Linked DNA regions of Sus scrofa: all the other regions are linked to region 1. The links are chromatin contacts, called in public Hi-C and targeted proximity ligation maps. All regions are on one chromosome and are shown on one strand. The core of a region is the stretch at or near the end of the contact, and the rest is flanking DNA. Distances in the headings are between cores, read along the strand shown. Region 1 has its middle 76 kb from the start of LRPPRC. Region 2 overlaps SLC3A1 (solute carrier family 3 member 1). Region 3 overlaps SLC3A1 (solute carrier family 3 member 1). Region 4 overlaps PPM1B (protein phosphatase 1B).

The links. A called contact is a pair of places that touch in the nucleus more often than the background predicts.
Region 2: a contact with region 1 is called in a Hi-C map of liver, with 2.3 times the contacts expected there. A contact is called at or near these places in 2 of 47 Hi-C or Micro-C datasets (liver and subcutaneous adipose tissue) and 1 of 2 datasets of targeted methods (skeletal muscle).
Region 3: a targeted proximity ligation map of skeletal muscle shows a contact between it and region 1. A contact is called at or near these places in 19 of 47 Hi-C or Micro-C datasets (alveolar macrophages, blood, embryonic fibroblasts and 11 more) and 1 of 2 datasets of targeted methods (skeletal muscle).
Region 4: a targeted proximity ligation map of skeletal muscle shows a contact between it and region 1. A contact is called at or near these places in 1 of 47 Hi-C or Micro-C datasets (embryonic fibroblasts) and 1 of 2 datasets of targeted methods (skeletal muscle).

Annotation. Positions count from the first base shown.
Region 1 is chr3:96,396,066-96,400,051 of Sscrofa11.1, reverse strand. No RefSeq gene overlaps it. Among named protein-coding and RNA genes, the nearest start is that of LRPPRC, 76 kb to the left of the region's middle.
Region 2 is chr3:96,190,454-96,194,424 of Sscrofa11.1, reverse strand. SLC3A1 (solute carrier family 3 member 1) reads left to right here. Exons shown (of 14, transcript NM_001123042.1): 3 at 196-648; 4 at 3,595-3,774; 5 at 3,884-3,942; 6 at 3,945-3,971. The coding sequence starts at 228. Among named protein-coding and RNA genes, the nearest start is that of SLC3A1, 8.6 kb to the left of the region's middle.
Region 3 is chr3:96,171,431-96,175,354 of Sscrofa11.1, reverse strand. SLC3A1 (solute carrier family 3 member 1) reads left to right here. Exons shown (of 14, transcript NM_001123042.1): 8 at 2,736-2,855. Among named protein-coding and RNA genes, the nearest start is that of SLC3A1, 28 kb to the left of the region's middle.
Region 4 is chr3:96,249,398-96,252,865 of Sscrofa11.1, reverse strand. It overlaps PPM1B (protein phosphatase 1B), which reads left to right. Exons shown (of 7, transcript XM_003125179.4): 5 at 2,947-3,058; 6 at 3,441-3,468. Among named protein-coding and RNA genes, the nearest start is that of SLC3A1, 50 kb to the right of the region's middle.

The DNA.
Region 1 (3,986 bases), core at 1,307-3,806:
GCTGTGGCATGGGTTTGATTCCTGGCCTGGGAAGTTCCACACGCTGTAGGTACAGCCAAATAAATAAAAAGTGACTCATTTAAAGAACAACAGTAAGCAATTAATGGTGCAGGTATGATTTGAATATGGCAAAAACTCTGAAAGAGGTAAATAAATGACTTAAGTTTGGAAAACACCGATATACACTCCATTTTGGGGTTTTTTTCCCTAGCCCTGGAAAGAAATACATTTTACAAAGCCTGCCAGCCAGAACATATAGACATTTATGCAGCTGTAACGAAGTTTTTGAGAAAAAATATTTAACCCTATTTGTGCAATGCCCTCTGGACCCTAAATTCATCTTTGACTCTCCTTTTTCCCTTTCGTTCCCTTTCTCTTTATATTTAATTGCTTTAAGTCCTTCCTGTCAGTTCTGCTTCTGAAAGCTCTTTATTCATTCCTTTTTTTCCATCTTTAGTGCCTTATCCCTGGTCACTGTCCTCATTATCTGTCACCTGGACTATATCCTAACTCATCTTCTTGCCTCCAATCCAATTTTCCTCCTTCAATCCACTCTCCACGTTGTTGCCAGAAAGGTCCTACAAAAACTCTGCTCTGGGAGTTCCCGTTGTGGTTCAGCAGAAATGAACCTGACTACTGTCCATGAGGTTGTGGATTCAATCCCTGGCCTCGCTCAGTGGGTTAAGGACCCAGTATTGCCATGAAGCTGTGGTGTAGGTTGCAGATGCAGCTCGGATCCTGAGTTGCTGTGGCTGTGGTGTAGGCAGGCAGCTCGAGCTCCGATTCGACTCCTATCCTGGGAACTTCCATATGCCAAGAGTGCGGCCCTAAAAAGCAAAAAAACAAAAACAAAAAAAACAAACAAAAAGACCCCCAAAAAACCAACAACTCTGATCTGAGCCTGTATGCCCAGAACATAGGCTCCAAAGTCCAAACTACTCAGTAAGGCTAATTTAAAGGCACCTGGTTGTTGGTTCTTGCTGACCTTCCAAATTCCGATGCTGGCAGAATCAGGACTAGAAACCCAGGTTGCCCGATTCTCAAGTCTAGTACTCTTCTCAAGACTCTCTGCCTTCTCCAAGAACCTCTCCCAGTTGTTTTCATTCCACAGGTGACACGTGCATGGAGGACTCCTTGCCTTTCTGACACAGGGAATTTTGAGTAAACCCTGTCATGAGCTAGAACATCGCAAAGTAGACAAGACACACACAAGGGTGTTGTGTTCCTTGTCCATTATGAACACACAATGTCGTAAGGGGAAGGCGTAGAAAGGGTTCGCAAGAGAAGGGAATAAAAAGGAAATTAAAGTGTCTGTTAGACAATACTGAATTCATGGAGAGCCCCAGTACCGCATAAGGATTATCTCAGCTATCCTCACATTGCAATTCTTCCCCAAGAAGCAGATGTCTCCAGTGAGCAGACAAGGAGTCATTGGTTAAATTGTGGTCTGGGATCACTTTACAGGAGTGAGCAGAGTTTATCCCCCAACCCCCTCCCCCAGATGATGTTGGACTCGCCTCATCCAATGGAATATTACCTGACAGGATACAAACAGAGGCTCAAATATGTGTGTCTATGTTGCCTGGGCTTCTGGAACTGGCCACCCTATGCCGGGAGAGGAGCCTGCCTCAGGTAGCCATTGTCCTTTCCTCCTGCATCAGGAAATGGAACCACGTGGAGCAGAACTGTGTCAGCTCCTAAGCCTGGAGTCCAGCCTTGCTCAGCCAGCCCGGGTGAGCCCAGCTGGGATCAGACCAAGCCGACTGGCAGGCCTATTAGCAAGAAAAATCAATGTATGTTGTCCTCAGCTCCTGAGATTTTGAGGTGGTTTGCAACGCAGCAAAAATCGACTAATCCAAAGGTAAAGCGGGTTTGATTTTTGTTTTTATCAAGTTCAAAATCAACTCCTCATTTTCCTTTTGTGGATTATCTACAGGAGGAAAGTAATAAGGACGAGGTTGACCTTCTCCCAGCCCCCAGCACATTTCTAGGGCATCTCCCAGCATGCCGACTGCATAATGCGAAAGCTCCGCAGCCTCATTCTCATATTCGCCTGACGAGAAAGTAAATTAGGACCGGTGCACTCCTGCCTGCCTCCCCCACTTAAGTCGCGGTGACACGCAAAGTAAAACAGAAATCCAGCGCCCCTTTGTTATTAAATACCCACGCCACTGCTTCCCATTTCAGAAACTGGGGTTTGTTTTTTATCAAGGGTCTCCGGCGTTGGAGATCCTGTCCCTACGTAGTTCTCACCATAATTTTTTCTAGCGAGAGTTCATGATGCCTGAGTCCTTTTATAAAAGGAATGTTCCCAGGAGGAAGCCAGCAGGGTCAATTGCACAATGTCCTATGGCCTGGATTACACAGACCTCGTTTTCCTCTAGCTGAGATCGCAGAGGACCTCTCCTGTCTTGTCTCTTTAGCCTCTTGTGTGTTTTCCTTCCCCTCCCAAGGTCTCGACAGCTTGCGCCCATTTTCACTGGTTCCTTCCAGCGGCCAAGAACAGCTTCCCTGCAGCCTGGAGCCTCCGCGCCATTGCGGACGCTCTCCTCCAGGTGGCAGTAGAGAGCCGCTCCCTGCCCGGCAGCTTACGTCACCTTGTTTACCGGGCTCCTGGTCATTTTTAGATCTAAGATCATAGGATGTTAATTGGGCCAATGATTCCCCATTCATTTTGGCAAAAGGCCCTTCTTGTGGGCGTTGGGACAAGGGTGATGTCCTTCCTGACAGTGAGATTTTACTGTGAGGAGTATTTATTTGCAAACTTTTGGAATTTCATCTTTAGGAGATGGGAGCGCCTCTCTTCCGTCTGTGCTGTGGGCTTGTTTTTGGGTCACTTTAATTTTGGATCCCAAACAAGGGTGGCGTTAACCAGGGAGAGAGAGGAGGCATTTCCAGAGCCAGCTGAGAGCTCTCAGAAAGAGTCTGCCTTTTTACTTTCCCTTCCTCCTTATAAATAACTACTCAGCAGGAAAGCCCTTGGACTTTGGAACGTGGAGAAATAAGGAAAACAGCTGATTTGGGCAATCTGTGCCCTGATACATTGTGGGGAGACATCTTGAAGCTCAAGGGCTGGGAGGGTCCTGCCTCAGTGGCCCTTACCCAGAAACTGGATCTGAATGTCTCATTGACATCAATCACGAATTTCCTGGACTGGAATTTTTCATCTCAACAACAACAACAAACACCAGTTATTATTCTTTATTTACTACTCCTGCGCTCCCAGCCTGGTGAGGAAAGGGGAGGCACAGAGGAGCCGAATGGCCTAGCGCACCCTCTTAGGGCCAGGTCCTGTGTAGGTTTTGCAAAAGTAAAACCTTCAGAAGCCTTGGGATTTCTGCTTGTTCTGTAACAGCTTGGCTAGGGTAGGAGATGGATGGAAGGAGCTGGAAGTTTGTGACTGTACAAGAGGCAAAATAAACAAATAGAATTCCTAATCCTTTACAAGAGCATCTTATGCTAAAGGAAAGGGAAATTCTATAGATTAATGTGAAAAATAAGCAAGGCTCCAAGTTTCTTAAGTGCCCGTTTTTCCCGTCCACCTGCCATCCCATGCTTTTACATACTCCTGCTGCTGCCACATAAAAACCAACTCCCAGAGAGGGCAAAGTCCCTCTTCCTCAAGCAGGGAGCAATCCGCAGTCCACCCAGTGATCACGCTGGCCTGGAGAAATAGGTGTTTTCATGCAGGCAGGAAGAGAAGGAAAATTCAATTTGGTTCCATTCAACAGCCATTTCTCGAGCTCCTAATCTGTGTCAACTACTCAGACAGGCTATATAGGTCATAAACACATGAAAAGGAATGGCTCCTGCCACTGCGGAATGTCAAGTCTAGTAGAGTTTACAGTCAAAGGGAGTTTTTTTGTTCCTTTTTGAAAGCACATAAAGAAAGACAGGTTGAAAAGAGGCATAACAATAGAAATGGAAAACGCCAGGTCATGGCTTGGGAAAGCATTCCTCCACTTTGGTGGCTGCTTAAGGGGGTT
Region 2 (3,971 bases), core at 1,170-3,669, 210 kb after region 1:
CCCAGATGGGAATCCATCTGTATTGTGAGTGTAGCAACATCACAGGTGTAAAGAGAATTTTTTAAAACCTCCTTCATCTTTACCCTTTATTCCTTGGCTGGACAAAGTCCAGCCAGGCTTATTTATAAACCACACAACGCTCATTAACATGACCAAGCATTTCAGCAAGTTCCCTCCTCACCTTTGTTACTGCAGGAAGGCGCTCTGCTGGGATAAGATTGTGAGACATGGCTGAAGATAAAAGCAAGAGAGGCTCCATTGGAATGAGTCTGAAGGGCGGCCAGACAAACAATGGGTTTGTCCAAAATGAAGACATCCGGGAGAGGGACCCAAACCCAGAGGACCGGCAGCAGCACAATGCCGTGGACATGCTTGGCCCTGGGGATCCGGACTTGAAGGATATCCGGCCCTACGCGGGGATGCCCAAGGAGGTGCTGTTCCAGTTCTCAGGCCAGGCACGCTACCGGGTGCCCCGGGAAGTCCTCTTCTGGCTCACAGTGGCTTCTGTGCTTGCGCTCATCGCAGCCACCATCTCCATCATCGCCATCTCTCCAAAGTGCCTGGACTGGTGGCAGGCAGGGCCCATGTACCAGATCTACCCAAGGTCTTTCAAGGACAGCGACAAAGACGGGAACGGAGATCTGAAAGGTGCGTGTCTTGAAACTTTTGGGCGGGGCCGGAAGGAGGTTGCTTTAGGGCTCTTCCAGTCTTGGAAAACGAATCATGCCTGGGTTGTGGGGTAAGCACATTCCATCCAGTATGACTGGTATGTTTCTCCTTGTTTATGATATTTTAAAAAGCCACTCTGCAGAACCCAGCAATCCTTCCCATATGATGAAAGGTCGCTTGCTGGGGCCCTTTGAGCCCCAAAGAGGTGTTCTGTTTATTATCCACTATGGACCCATGCGTAGTTGGTCAGTTTCTCATGTGGGCAAGTTTTCTCCTGAAATGTGCCCTGTTTCTGTGCACTTTAGGGTAGGTTATCTCGGAGTGACTAGAATTCTTTTCCCCGTGTGTGCAGTGGCTAGCTTGACAATCTGGTGGAGAGTTTCTTATTAGGGAACAAAGCGTAAAATGCTATTTTAGAAAAAGATTGAATGATGTCTTTAAAAAGCCTGAGTCTTTAAAGCTTACATCCTGAGGAATGAAGAAAAGAAAAAAAGGCATAGAGCGGGTTGGTCATTACTTAAATTAAGGATTATTTCAAACAACATCTGTATTAATCAAAAAAAGTTTAAAAAAAGTTTTTTACAGTTATGCTAATAATTTTCTAGTGTGTTATGTGTAGAACATCCTTACAATTTATTGCTCAAACAAGGACGGAGACCAAACACAAGAACTGTCCCCTGCAGATTGGTTGATGTGGTTATCCTAGTTAAGGGCAACAATAAGAAACCAATAAACTAATAACTTTTGGTATGATACTTGGTTTGAAGAAGACAAAACAATGATTTAATAGAGTGTGGGAGGTGGAAATGAACATAATTGACCTGTAACATGTTACAAATCCTCTCTTGAAATCAACTTTCCTTAATAACTATTAAGAAGAGGCTTTTCTTTTTCACACTCTGTCCTTTTCTCTCTTGAAAATCATCCTGTATCTTAACCAACTGAAATATTATCTGTCCTTCAAGATGCAGTTCAAACCCACTTCCTTCTTTAATCTTTAACCTCCCTATCAGAGGGTGCGCCTCCCTCCTTAGAGCTTAGAGCTCCTGCGGTGCTTCGGATTGTGTTTGTGGCACCCCTGATGCTCAGGACAGAAATATCTTAGCTTAGCTTGATAGCATATCTTATCTGGGTGACTTTCCTTCTAATCCCCAACCTCCTCCCTACTGCCCCCAACCCCGCGTGGTCCTAGCACCTGCTGCTTCTTGCCAAGTAAGTGCTTGGGCAAGTGAAAGATACACACCCCACTTCCCGGCCCTGCTTGTGTTTTCTCCTTCTAGATATACCTCAAATTCCTGTGCCCAGGGTGGCTTCTAATCACCTCTCACAGTTGTCACTTCCAGTAACTTGTCCTTGAAGGACTGGCTGATTCCTGTGATCAGTAGGTATTTTTCCATGAGGTTGAGGGGGATTTGTTGTGATACTTCGAAGAAATCATTTCAGGTTTCAGTCTGGTTTTGGCGGTTACCTTCTTCCCCTGGAGTGTGGGCCTGGGATCCTATGTTTACTTTGTATCTGTTCAGCCTCCCTGTTTTTATCATCCTGTTCCTTGGTACCTGTTCTTGATATAAGGTATGGCTATTCTGACTTAAATCAAAATTCTTTTGTTACCTGTTAACGCTCTGTGATGCTCACAGCCACCCACGAGTGGGAACTGAGGTATAACGCAGGCAAAAATAAGCAGCCTGTTATGGGGAAGAGCCTCCAGGTCAGGGGACTTTGTGCTTTGGCCTCAGTGACCTCTGATAGGCTCAGGTTGTAGGAAGCCGCATAGAATTCCACAGAAAGTTAGGGAGACTGAACGAGAAACTCACCTCTGACTCAGCATTTAGGACTTTGAACTGGAAACAAAAGCCCCACATTATTTCCTAATTATCCTAAGAGGTCCCAAGTACAAAGAGTTTCATTCCTCTATTTCTTCTCAGTCAAGTCTAGAATTCTCTTTTGTATAAATTCACGGCTTCTGCACTGGCTGAAGGAAATAGAATGTGAACACAGAGGTACTGGTCAGTTGTCTAGGAGCCACATTTAAAAAGTATAAGAGGAGTTCCTTGGTGGTACAGTGGGTTAAGGATCCAGCATTGTCATTGCTGTGGTTTGAGTCACTGTTGTGAGGGTTTGATCCCTGACCCTGGAACTTCCCAGTGGCCTGGGCGTGGCCAAAATAAAATACAATAAAAAGTAAAAGAGAAACAAGTAAAATTAATGTTAATAATATACTTTGTTTAATCCAACATATCCACTGTATCATTTTAATGTATAATCAATATAAAAATATGAATGAGCTATTTTACATTCTTTTCTTTTCATATTGGATCTTCCAAGTGCTTGATAGTCACGTGTGGCAAGTGTCTTCACACTGCCCAGCAGCCTAGAGATGTGATCATCAGGGGTCCTGTACGATTCTTCTTTGTACCTTGATACTTAGTCCAGCATCTGGCCTGGATTAGGTATTCGAAAACCATGCATAAGATGAATTAATAATACTGTAGTCTTGGTTTTAAATGTAAAATACGAACAAGCCACAGACGTTTTAAAATGTTATGCATTGATGTTAAAGGTCAAAGGTTATTGCTAGAAGACGAATTTGCCGTGGTTTGTAGAACTAGTTCGCTCTTTGAATTTCCCCCAGATTCAACACAATTCCAAATATTTCTGTCTTGATCTAAAAACTTCCATCTTGGGCCTATTGCTTTTGTTTTTATTTTTATTTTATTTTATTTTATTTTACTTTTGGCCACACCAGAGGCATGTGAAAATTTCCAGGCCAGGGATCAAACCAGCGCCACAGCAGCGACCTGAGCCATGGCAGTGACAACGCTGGATCCTTAACCCAGGAATTCTGTATTCCTTTTATTTTTAATCCTTTAACTCAAAAAAAACCAAACTTTATTTATTTTTCATGGCTTTGACTTTTTTCTTCAGGTATTCAAGATAAGCTGGATTACCTCACAACTTTAAATATAAAAACTGTTTGGATTACTTCATTTTATAAGTCATCCCTTAAAGATTTCCGGTATGGTGTTGAAGATTTCCGAGAAATAGATCCCATTTTTGGAACAATGAAAGATTTTGAGAATCTGGTTGCAGCCATACATGATAAAGGTAAATTGGATGGAAGGTGGGTGGGATGAGTTGAGAAAAACATTTTTCTATCTGTTATATTATTCTCATATAATCTTGGCCTAACATTTGAAATATTTTCACTCATTAGGTTTGAAATTAATAATTGATTTCATACCAAACCACACCAGTGATAAACATGCTTGGTTTCATTGAGTCGGACCCGGACAGGGAAATAT
Region 3 (3,924 bases), core at 630-3,129, 220 kb after region 1:
AATGAGGACCCCATGAAGAAAACCAGTAGCCTTGTTTTAGGAAATCAGTGCTTAAAAGCTTAATGTTTACAATAGCATGATGGTTTAATGTTTTCCCACATTTTTGTCAGAGGCTGCTCGGATGGATTATAGTTACTTGTGTCACCCCACTCCTGCTCTTCTGTCAATGTTCCCTCTTATAAAGAACAGCGCCACCTGGGGGTAGATCTGGGTTGTGTGGGATCCGAAGCTTGTAAACATTGGGGGCCTTCTTAATACCAAAAAAAAAAAAAAAAAAAAAAAAAAAAAGGAGTTCCCATCATGGCTCAGTGGAAAAAGAATCTGACTAAATCCATGAGGATGCAGGTTTGCAGATTCGATCCCTAGCCTCGCTCAGTGGGTTGAGGATCTGGCATTATCGTGAACTGTGGTGTAGGTCACAGACACAGCTCGGATCCAGCATTGCTGTGGCTGTGATGTAGGCCGGCAGCTACAGCTCCCATTCAGCCCCTAGCCTGGGAACTTCCATATGCTGTGGGTGCAGGCCTAAAAAGAAAAAAAAAAAAGGAAAAAAAATGGTTATGTTTATTCAGAATGAAAAAAGAATGTGGGTAGAAAAGGGCCCATATAATGAAGGGTCTTAAAGCTTAAGCTTGGTTAGCTTTAGGCTAAGTGAGCCCTTGAGCCGACTACCATGAAGAGGTAATTCTTCAGATCCTGTTGTACAGATGAGGTGCCTTCTTATCTGCTGTCTTCTCTAGCTGAATCACTAACCAACTGTGTTTACTTCCTGTGGTGCTGACCTCCCTAGCAAATCCTGCTTTTCCATCCACCTTCTTGTATTATCATTTAAAGCTTTATCAGGTCTGTGATTTAGATTTTTTTTTTGCATTAATATTTGTCTAGCTGAGGACTCTCAAAAAGAATTCTTGAGACTTAGGACTGTGTCAAGGTTGTGTTGTTTTTGCTCATGGTTCTAGTTCCAAGTGCCTTGTCCATAGTGGGAACCCAAATACCTATTGAATGAAGGATTTTGTGAAGAAGTAAGGATGTTAACAATAAATTTGTGGGTTTTGTACCCCAAGAAAAATTGTGCTGGGGAGGGCCATCCTAAGGTTATTAGGGTCAACTGTGTTCACGATGAGGCCTGTTAGCAGCAGAGCCTGCTCTTAGATTTGAAGACTTTGTTCAAGCTGTGCCATTTGGGATCTGATCTGCAGGGGCTGACAGCAGCATCAAGCCCTACATCCAGCTTATAGAAACTTTTGGGAGCCTTGAAATGCAGCACCCCAGAGCTCCCATATGCACATGTAGACACAAGAAACACACTTGGAATCAAGCAAGTGATTTTGGGGACCCTCCTCATTTGGGATCTGCTCCCCTTACTAGGTGACATTTGGCTTCTTCATTCCAGTGTATTACAGGCAGTACTGCCCTAGCATGATCTACACATGCCGGTAAAACCTTCCTTTCAGCAAGGATTGAGCTGAAAGGAGAACAGGAAGAGCCACTGTCCCTTTGCAGCAGGGTGGCTTTCAGTGGGTGCAGGAGTAGGGCCAGCTGTGAGGGAATGGCTTGGAGGGGAGAGGGGAGCTGAAACCTGGGCCCTTTTCCAGGTCACCTGGTCCTCTGAACTGCCCCAACACAGGCCAAGACATTCTCTGCCTCCATGCTTGGCCCATGCTTGCCACAAACAGTCCAGAATGTTCTTCTAGATCTTACTCCTTGATGACATCCTGCCGGTCAAGTTCAAGCCCTAGCTTTCCCTTGTCTGGCTGTGTCCACCCACATTAAATTTGATCCCCTTGGAGCTCCAGCGGCCCTGCAGACAGGAATCTCATGTTGAAGCACGTCCTGCCTTCCATTCAGTAACCCCCTCGGGTCTCATGTGTCCCCAACTACTCTGTAGATGCCTGGAAGCCAGGGAACATGCTGTACTTCGTCAGTGTCCCAACAGTATCACAGTGTTTGACTCGTCCAGGCTTGATAGCTCATTCTTTCATTCCACAACTGGTTCACTAAGTAACAGGTGCCAGGTCAGTGGCAAGGGAAACAGAAGTGAAAGCTGCCGTCTCTCCCTCAGGAATCTCCCAGTCTGGTGAAGAACCCTTCATCGTTAGCTGCTTAATTGGTTATTTTCTCTCAGTTCGGAGGGACCTATTTTAGGAACTGGGCATGGGGGAGATGAGCTATGTTCCCAGTTTCTCCCAAGTCCTATCTTTCATTGTGGTTTCACTCTTTCATTTTGAGTGGACTCTTTACGCGCTGGGAACATGCTCATGGCATCAATGACAAATGTGAACATTCTGTATTCAAATGTGAGGGAAGAAATGAGCCCAGAAATGCAGTTACTCCAAGTTCATTATGCTCAGACACTGCTGTGCTAATAAACAAGAATACACCAGTGAGTGCTGTACTTGCAGAGGTGATCTTTTTTTGTTTTTGGTTGCACCTGTGGCATATGCAAGTTCCCCGGCCAGGGATCGAATTTTGAGCCGCAGCTGGGACCTATGCCACAGCTGCAGCAAGGCCACATTCTCAAGTCACTGCACAGGGCCTGGGATGGAACCCGCGCCTCCGCAGTGACCTGAGCTACTGCAGAGACAAGGCCAGATCCTTAATGTGCTGCACCACAGTGGGAACTCTGGACGTGATTGTTTTATGACAGAAAGTCATTTACAGACAGAACCTTTACAAAACCTTACCACAATAATGTGTAGTTAATGTAACCAAGCATTTTGTTTCTTCACGTTTAGGAAATCATACAGTTCTGGCTCTCAAAGGGTGTCGACGGCTTTAGTTTTGATGCTGTTCAGTTTCTCCTAGAAGCAAAGCATCTGCGAGACGAGACCCAAGTGAATAAGACCCAAATCCCGGTAAAGTTTTGTTTTAAACATACCTATATATCTATAAAAATATTTTAAAATATATTCAGTGTATTACATATATATGTAATATATATATTTTTCCTTTTCCAAAAATGTCATCAGAGTGGTTTTTTTTAGCCGGAGACACCATTTATCAGAGGTGAGTTCTATCCTGCCGTAGGAAGTGCTTTGAATCATTTTCTTTAGGAACCACCAAGGAGTTTCAAACACATGTGACCAGACCGCTCTGGTTTCCTCCAGAGTGATCCCTTGAGGAGCCCTTTGGTGACGAGTGTTCTGAGGGCATGGACAGTGTAAGGCTGTAACTTACTGCAATTTTGTCATTCACTCAAGGCTCAAGGGAGGTGCCTCAGTTCTGCAGGTGCTTTTGTAGTCATTAAAGAACACAAAGGGGAGTTCCCGTAGTGGCTCAGCAGAAACGAATCTGACTAGTAACCACGAGGACGCAGGTTCGGTCCCTGCCTCGCTCAGTGGGCTAAGGATCTGGCATTGCTGTGAGTTGTGGTGTAGGTTGCAGATGCAGCTCAGATCCCAGGTTGCTGTGGCTGTGGCATCGGCTGGCAGCTACAGCTCCGATTCGACCCCTAGCCTGGGAACCTTCATATGCCCTAAAAAGACAGCAAAGGAAAAAAAAAAAAAGACACAAAGGTAGAGAAGGGAAGGGAAATAACACTTGCTGAGTGGCAATTGTGTGCTATGTGCTGTTTCCTTTTAACTCTCTCAGCATCGCCTGAGGTTTGATGATCTCCATTTAGCAAATCTTAGAGAAATTAATTTATTGAGGGTGACAGAGGTGATGAATGGAATTACTGCCCAAGGCTACCTGTTACAGAATCTGGACTCCTTGTGTTTCCTCACCAGTGGTCCTCAACCCTCCCCCCATGCCACACATGAGAGAGGGTCATCACATGCCACTCTCCTTCCTCTAGTTGACCACCATTCTACTGTCACTCTATTTTTATTTATTTATTTATTTTATTTTTTTTATTTTTTTGTCTTTTTGCTATTTCTTTGGGCCGCTTCCGCGGCATATGGAGGTTCCCAGGCTAGGGGTCCA
Region 4 (3,468 bases), core at 751-3,250, 150 kb after region 1:
AGTTCTTCCAGCTTAAGAGCATGGAATATCTTTCTATTTCTTTTTTCTTTTTTTTTTTTTTTTTTTTTTTTTTGTCTTTTTGCTATTTCTTTGGGCCGCTCCTGCGGCATATGGAGGTTCCCAGGCTAGGGGTCGAATAGGAGCTGTAGCTGCCAGCCTACGCCGGAGCCACAGCAAGGCGGGATCCGAGCCGTGTCTGCAACCTACACCACAGCTCACGGCAACTCCAGATCGTTAACCCACTGAGCAAGGGCAGGGACCGAACCCGCAACCTCATGGTTCCTAGTCGGATTCGTTAACCACTGCGCCACGACGGGAACTCCTCTTTCTATTTCTTTGAATCCTCTTTAATGTCCTTGATTATAGAGGGTGTTTTTTTTTGTTTTTTGTTTTTGAGGTTTTATAGTTGATTTACATTGTTCTGTCAATTTCTGCTATACAACAAAGTGATCCAGTCATACATATATACACATTCTTTCTCTCACTGTCCTTCATTATGCTGATTGTAGTTTTTAACTTAACAAAATATTGATCTCAGGGGCCTGTTGCAGATACTTGATGATAATCGTTCAATCAAAGAAGACTTTAAAATCCTTGGAAAAGCAGCCACTACAAATCAATATGCTTGGTACTTCTTTTTTATAAGGTAGTGTCCTTCAAGAGTGCTGTATTCCTGTTCGGGCTTTAAATCATTAAAATTTTGAGGCGAAAGCGTTCTGGTGTATTGGCAAATCTGTGTATGTATTTTTAGTTGGAGTGTACAAGGGAGGTGTAATGCTAAATAGGAAATAGCCTTTAATTTAAATTGGTTAATTAGCTATTTGGTGAATGCCTTTCACGTGTATTCATTTCTTCAGCTGTCCCTGAGGATGTAGCAGAAAACAAAGCAAAGGAGTGTATATTTTAGTTGAGCCGTGTGTGTGTGTGTGTGTGTGTGTGTGTGTGTGTGTGTGTGTGTGTGTGTATTAACAGAAGAAAAACAGAACAGTAAGCAGGTAAAATTGGTTAGGAAGTTATCTGTGAGGAAAAACATTTGAGCAGATATCTATATGAGAGAACTTTCCAGGGAGGGAGCATTCCAGCAAAGGGCACAGCAAAGACTGAGGAGCAAATGTGCTTAGAGTGTGTGGCTGAATTCGAATGAGCTGGTAGAAAAGTAAGACTAAGGTTGCTAAGAAGCAGATCATGTAAAGCTCTGCAGACCACAAATGAGGACTTGAGACTTTATTCAAATGGTGATGGGAAGTCATCCAGAGATTTTGAGTGCAAGAGTGACTTAACCTGACTTTTTTAAAAAGAATCTCTCAGTTACTGTGTGAAGAGATAGTAAAGAGGGGACAAGAGAGGAAGCCGGGAGACCAATTAGGAATCATATAGTAATTCAGGTGGCAGATAATGGTGGAGGATTGGACTCCAGTAGCAGTAGTGGAGGGATGTGAATTTGGTAAAGCACTAGCAGACTGCAGTGGTTCTCAAATGGGGGAGATTTTGTCCACCTTGAGACACATGGCAATGTCTGGAGACAGTAGTGGTCTCATAACTGAGAGGGTGTCACTGGCATCTAGTGAGTGAGGCCAGGATGTTGCTTAACATTCTGCAGTGCACAGGGCATTCACAGTAAAACTTTGTCTGTAATGTCCATAGTGCTGAGGTTGAGAAACCCTATGCTGTAGAGATATAAGTGTAAGGTGGAAAAATCAGTCCTTCCCTCAGGAAACGTGCAGTCTGTGATCTGGGAGACATTGTGTCCAGTGCAAGTATGTAGCAGTACACCTACTCCAGGCTTGGATCCAGAAGACTTTGAGAAAGTGACATATAAAGTTGAAACCTAGAGGATGAATACAGCTTAACCACAGAGGGGTTGGTTGGATTGATATAAAGAGTGTTCCAAACCAAGAGAGGAAGTACATGTGAAAATCTAGAGGTGGAGAAGACTTTGAATAGCACCTTTGGAGATCCAGGGAGGAGCGGGGAGGAGCTGGATGAGAGTGGTGAAAGTCAAGGTCACAGTGAAGGCCTTGTCGAGGGAGGCATGGTAAACAGTTTGGATTTTGAATCTTGAGGGCTGCCTAGAACCAGGACAGTTGTTTGTTGTTGTTGTCTTAGACGTAAATTGCCATTGTCTGATTTTCAAGGTTGTATCTTGATACTAGCCAAATAATTGTTTTAAAAATCTTTTCCACACATTATAAACATAAGTGGAACATGTAAGTGTTTTCTTTTGCTCCCAAGTATTAGCAAGTTCTCAGATTTATTTCCTTTTTTTGTTTTCTGTAAATTGTGGAATATAACTATTTAAGTACCAAAAACCTATAAACCAAATTTTTTTTTCTTTTCTTTTTTGGCCACCCCTCAGCATATGAAGTTCCGGAGCTAGGGATCAGATCCAAGCCACAGCTGTGACTTATGCTGCAGTTGCAGCAATGCCAGATCCTTTAACCCATCATATCTGACCCACAGTTGTAACCTTTGCTGCAGCTGCAGCAGTGCCAGATCCTTTAACCCTCTGTGCCAGGCCAGGGATAGAACCTGTGTCCTGGCGCTGCAGAGACACTGCTGATTCCGTTGTGCCACAGCAGAAACTCTTGTAAAACAAATTTTAATTTTCCCTTTTCTCCTTATAATCTTTACCCATACATTGCTTTTGTTTTCCTGTAATTGCAACAAGTAATATCTTTTCTGTTTTCACATAAAATAGATGAGAATTGTTTTTCCATGTAGCTATATCCCTTTATGGACATTTAATTTGTTCCAATTTTGCTTTCATGAATAATGCTAGAAGGAGTGTATGCAATTAACTTTTTATCTTTTTCTGTTCCTTGTGTGATCATAAGGTAATACTTTTTTATATTTTAAAATAGGGTACTAACAAATAGTACCTCTTATTTCACTTTGTGAATACCGAGTTACCACATTAATTTGGGAACTCTTTTTAAAAACCTACAGAAATTATGGAGAAGTCTGGTGAGGAAGGAATGCCTGATCTTGCCCATGTCATGCGCATCTTGTCTGCCGAAAATATCCCAAATTTGCCTCCTGGGGGAGGTCTTGCTGGCAAGTAAGTAGAACAAAGAGAACTAATTTTGACTTCACTTATAATTAGTAATTAAATAATTTTAATTTAAGAAGTACATCAATTATCTAAAGATGAAATGAGTTGATAGTTCTTATATTAGAGAATAACTCTAAAATTTCATTTAAAAGAGATTTTGTAAAAGGAATTGTTTGTTACACTCTTTGAGGATGAAGGTCCTTCTTTAAATTAAAACAAGTTAGATTATGCAGGATCAGATTATGAGTGAAGTGCAGAAAACTATTCTTGGCCAGTATTTAGTGCAGTAATTAATTTCTGAGTGTAGTCAAGATATGAAGTGTTATGTTAAATACACAGAAGCTTAACAATTGTATGTAACTTAAAACTAAAGCATAATTTTTTTTAGGCGCAATGTTATTGAAGCTGTTTATAGT